Regions from separate parts of the Drosophila melanogaster genome. Here region 1 is linked to region 2. The links are chromatin contacts, called in public ChIA-PET maps. All regions are on one chromosome and are shown on one strand. The core of a region is the stretch at or near the end of the contact, and the rest is flanking DNA. Distances in the headings are between cores, read along the strand shown. Region 1 holds the start of GstZ2 (Glutathione S transferase Z2). Region 2 holds the start of ps (pasilla).

Region 1 (2,700 bases), core at 65-2,564, 43 kb after region 2:
GATATACACACAGCTGGCTGTTCCGGCTTGGCCAATCAACCCAGCAGAGCCTATCGACGGGTCGTTGTCGTCGCCACCCACACGAAACTGTATTCACCGAAAGCATAATGAGTTCCCTAAAAGTTCAATGAACCCAGGCGAAAGTGAGGACGGTGGGTCCGATAAGTTTCGATATCCGACATCCTACATTCGAACCCCGAACCCCGAGCAGCGAGGTCCCGAGCTCCCGAGTCCCGAACTGTGTCGCACCCCAAGGTCGGCTAGGGGCATTAACCTTATTCAAGTTGTCGTTGTCCTGAGTCCACAGCGCGAAGGCAGCTCCAAGGACACAGGACCCCTACTCAAGAGAAAATTGGCTCAGAAGTTTCGCCATTCGCTTGGAGAGGGTGTGCTTTTTCAGGGGTTGCTCGGCCGTCGGCGCGTTAGAGTTTGAGTCAAAACCCAGGGGCAGGGTTGTCGAGTTCGGTCTAAAACTAAGCCATAAGTGGAAGGCGGGTTGGATTAGATGCCTCTCTGTTATAGCTTATATTTATTCCAACAAATGTAAAACAGTTATTCAAAAAGCCTTTTACCTAAATATGTATAGTGATTAAATCAAGCAAGTTTTATAAATTAATTTAAGCAAGGACAAATGTTTATATTCATTTATACAACCGGATTTTTGAAATTGAAATGCATATCCTTTTTTGCAACTTTTCGCCGCCTGACAACCCTGTTTTGCAACTTTTGCAGTGTGTACGCGAGGGAGGAGAGCTCGCTGTTCTGCGCAAAATCAAATTGCGGATTCGAAAGCGGGGTATGAGTGAAACTTAGACCAAGTGAACTGAAGTCAGAGATTGCTGGCCGCGTGGTATGAGTGATATTTGCGGGAACTGGAATGGATTTTTGCCAAATGCCCGAAAGAAGGCGCCAATGACGCTGGGATTCGCTTACCTTGGCTATGGCCGATAAGGACATAGCGTTGTGGTGGTACTTTGAGTAATTAATTTTGAAGCCGTTTGGTGCACACGCACAACACCGATGAAGAATTAAAAGAGGTTACGATCCAAGCCGGTTTATCGAAAAGCGACAATTACTCCTCGGATATCTGTCTATCCAGCTAATTCCGCACAATTCGATCTCGAGGATATGTTTTCCACCGAACGAACACTAAACACCAATTTCCAGAGATATGTGGCTCTTCCTGCGCACAGTTCTGTTTGTATTTGCAGCCGCTCAAATGCACTCAAAACCTCAAACTAAAACCGCTTGTGATTGCGCTTAGCCAAAGGATAGCGACAGGATATGAAGCCAGGACGCAACTGAACACACTGAACTAAATAAACGAGTGCGAAAGCGAAAGCAAAAGCGAACGCGAAAAGGACAATGACAAACGCCAACAACAATGCCAGCTCTGCGAGCTTGCGTGTCTGTGAGAGGGAGGAAGGACCACCGCGAAAGGAAGAGAGAAAAACAAAAAGAGTGAGAGAGAAGAGAGCGTAGCAGGATAACAAAGAAAATGGGGAGAGCACCATACGAAAGCTTTTGGGGTCGCGTCTTAGCTAAACTTTGGAGGGACTTAAAATGGCGCGTAAGATAAAATGCTTTAGGTACGGTGAACACCCACTAAGGCCAACAGATCGAAAAACCAGCTAAGAAATTCACTGATAAATTCATTCACTGATGTGACAGAATATTGGACTTCTACATTTTCAGAGCTAAGGCTTTGGAAATCCGCTTAAAAAGGAATTAAAACAACAACTTTTTAGTTACGACCACCACTTTATTTTCGTTTTGTGTTTTTTTAAGTTTAGTTCATTTTCATTAAATTTGCTCAAATCATGTTCGATTAAATTACAAGTGCTTAAACCTAAAAGTATGTATGTATGTACGTATGTATGGACTAAAATAGTTAACAAAGTTTGGCAATCAGTTACAGTTAGTCAAAACAAGTTTAAAACCATTACGCATGTACAACCAAAACAACAACTGGAAATCGAATTAGTTATACATATGTATGTACATATGTACATATACAATAATTAATTTTTTGGGTTTTCAGTATTTTTTATTTTTCTTCATTCGTCCTGTAGTGACCCACCCAGTTTAGGCCAGCTACGATTAGTAGAAATGCAACAATGTGTAAAGCGGCTTAAAAGCAACCGCCACAACCAATAGAATATCACACCAAAAAATGGCAGAGTACAACAGATCCAACAGAGATTGTAATCAGTGAGTGTGTTGAGTGTATAGTATGAGCAGAAATCGTGTTATAAGGGACGCGGACCTAACTAGCTAGGTAGGATGCGCAAGGACGGGCCTCAGGATCCTGGATCCGTGGTATCTAGATCTCGAGCTATGACCCATCCTGCCTTGAGGTTCGTGCCTGTACAGTGTGCTCTCGCGGGTGTCCGGGGCGTGGGCTTTGGGTACAACATTCATAAAGTTTATCTACCTCGGCGCTACCTAAGTTGTCGTTGTCGTTTTGCTAGCTAACAAAAGTAACTGTGTATATATATGTATAAAATTACCAACAAATTCATAAATTATTGTTGTAATACGTTTAGAAAATAGTGTCCATATATCCCCATGCATCTTCACACTTAACCTAATTTTTTTCTTTATCTGTTTTGAAGAATTGACTACTATTAAATGGCAAATGTGTGCCATAGTTTCTCTTTCCACATTTCTCGGTTTTTGGATTTTGTTTTCTTTTTTTTT
Region 2 (2,700 bases), core at 120-2,619:
TAATTGTTCGTTCGTCAGCTGGATGTGTGCCACCTACTGCCGAATGTGGCGAGATGCGAGCGCACGACGCTGACTTTCCTGCAGAATTTGGAGCACTTGGATGGCATGGTGGCGCCGGAAGTGTGCCCCATGGAAACCGCCGCTTATGTGAGCAGTCACTCAAGCTGATCGCAACGTGTTATGGCAAAGGATAAAGCAGAAACTGAAGCCAAGCGACCATCTCACAACCTATGAATCTCGGACGCTAATCCACTGCAATACAGGCAATCTTCGTTTAATGTTCGACTTAAGCACTGACTGCACCGAAAGACGTAATGCGTAATCCATACTACGTATCATTTATTTATTCAAGCTTCCACACGAGGGTTTGGAAATTCAATCCTATGACGCAGCGGTGTATTTTTCGCACCCCCGTGTAACTACACGTTTTACTCTGTTTCCCCTAGTTTTTTACGTTTTTTTGTGATATCCATCCAGTCCCACAGCAAGCAATACATGTCTGTACTCGATATCCCCAATGGGGTTATTGCCTATAACAATGAATCGTAACTATAACTAACGTTTAACTGTAAAGTAGGCTTAGTGATAATGACGCAACTGCAATGATATTAATCTCGACGTTTGTTTTTTACAAATTGAATAAAATTGAGTCTCATTTAGAATCGACTTTTACGTGCTATTCTAAACTAAAAACATAACGACTGTTTTTATTCGAAAAAGGAAAGGATTTGTATTACTATTCAAAATCGTCATTTAGGCTTTAGTTAGAATCGTGTTGTTGGTAAGTTATGAATGCACTTTCTATGAATATTTAATTTTTCTCAGTAAACTAAAATAAATACATTTTAATTTAATTTTTAACATTACATTTAATTTTTTTTTTAATATTGTAAGTAATGAATGTTAGTAAACAGTTGATCTTTGCATTATTAAGTTTTGAATTTATGTGGATTATGAAACGAGCTTTTGAGACGACTAATTAAAGCCATAATCATGAGTTATAGTTTTAGTGGATGAAAAACAGAATGCAATCTTATCAGCTCCAGTGCGGGGTACTATTATTGCCAGAATGACCTACAGAGATAGAGATACTAAGAGCGCGGAATTGGAAAATGCACAATGGAAATGGAAATCCGGATTGAGTGTAAAGTGGTTGTTTTGGATAGAGAGCGAATCGCTGCGCAGTTCGCTCTCTTCAAAATCCGAAACGAGCAACGAAAGCAAAACCGAATCCGAATCGGAATCCGAATTCGTATTTGTATCTGTAAGATACGCTCTCGCGCTCTCTTCAACGACGACCATCGGAATTTTTCTATACAGAAACAAAAATCTCAGTCAGCTCGCTGTTTTCAAGTTTGGAATCCGCATTTCAGTTCAGTTGGATTCAGTCACAGAGTCAGAGCGTCAGATTCAGATCATCGTGGTCGCCAGTGAGTTTGTTTATATGTTTGTGGCTGCCTGTGTGTTTGCTTGTCAAGTTCTGCAACAAAAACAAGGCATCTAAACAAAAGTGGTTCAAAACAATTACGAGGAATAAAATCCAACTAAAACGAATAATAAAACACACAGTGTCGCTTAAATCGCAGAGTATCTGCAGCTCTAGTTCTTGTTGTTGTTGTTTTTTGAGGCGGACTGGAATTTAATTTAATTAAATCAAGTACGAATGTGTGCGTGAGTGTGTGTGTGTGTGTGTCTAAGCTGGGTTCTTGAGTTGTTCTTGTTCTAAGTTCTTTTTTTCGTGGCGTGTATCTGTGTGCGCGTGTCGTGTGCTGGTTTGCGTGTGCTTTTTGTGAACTACGTTTTGTTTCAATGCCAAAAAAAAGTATCTATGCCCTGGCATGTGCTCTCTCTCCATCTCTCTCTCGCTCGCTCATGCTGGTTACATAAATACTGGTAGAAGAAGTGGAAGAGATGGTGGTGAAGAAGGAGGAGGCGGAGGTAACAGAAATTGAAATACAAATTCAATTAACACCTGAAAACGAAAATCCAACTGGAACGCAAACGTCTGATTGGATAAGGAAAATAGAAAACGGGCAAACATGTGTTTGAATTTCCAACTCGTCTTCTTCTTCCCGTCCCTATGAAATGTTCAAAAGCAAAGCTCCTTGAAAGAGGAGGGTATAAAAGAATGTGGAAAAGAGCAGCAGAACCAGAACGAGAACACCAAAAAAAGAAAACGAAATTAACGACGTCACATAAAAGTGTGTCAAAGCAGCAGCTCACGCACACCAGCGTGCGCCAATTTGTATCTGTGTGAAGCTTTAGCTCTCTCCCTCTCTCGCACCGTCCCTCTCATTCGCTGATAAAACGCAACGCACACAGCGCGTATACATAATTTATATATTTATTTAAATGTTTTTCGTTTGCTCGCTTCGAACAACGAGTTTTTCTCGTTCTAAGACTGTCGCCTTTTATTTCTCGCTCCATCTTCCGATTTGAGCTCTTTTCAACATATGGCATTGCTCAATTATTATGTCATAAACAGTTTGAATGGCAAATATGCGATAGAAGTTCAATTCGTTCAAGGCGATATTATTTTTCAAGCTTTGCGTTTTTGGCGCAGGAAATGCAAAAGTTGTCGCTGACTTGCGTGTGGTTGTGTGCAGGAACGTGCAGCAATTTTCCAACGTTTGCATGAAAAACCTAGTGCCCTAATAAGCGAAACGAGAGAGAGAGAGAGAGTGAGAAAAGTCCAGAGCG

The links. ChIA-PET counts read pairs in DNA pulled down with a chosen protein or histone mark.
Region 1: an RNA polymerase II ChIA-PET map of the S2 cell line shows a contact between it and region 2, with 2.8 times the contacts expected there. The contact joins the promoter of GstZ2 here to the promoter of ps in region 2. A contact is called at or near these places in 1 of 1 datasets of contacts at CTCF or cohesin (the Kc167 cell line), 32 of 107 Hi-C or Micro-C datasets (the Clone 8 cell line, the D17-c3 cell line, the Kc167 cell line and 17 more) and 5 of 6 datasets of contacts at active chromatin or transcription factors (the Kc167 cell line and the S2 cell line).

The regions. Positions count from the first base shown.
Region 1 is chr3R:9,459,338-9,462,037 of dm6, forward strand. GstZ2 (Glutathione S transferase Z2) reads right to left here and starts at 1,315. Exons shown (of 4, transcript NM_169286.2): 1 at 934-1,315. The coding sequence starts at 957. It overlaps CG16779, which reads right to left. Exons shown (of 12, transcript NM_001300325.1): 12 at 1,747-2,700.
Region 2 is chr3R:9,416,571-9,419,270 of dm6, forward strand. It overlaps ps (pasilla), which reads left to right and starts at 1,370. Exons shown (of 7, transcript NM_001202270.2): 1 at 1,370-1,430. alpha-Man-IIa (alpha-Mannosidase class II a) reads left to right here. Exons shown (of 5, transcript NM_079567.3): 5 at 19-694. The coding sequence ends at 168.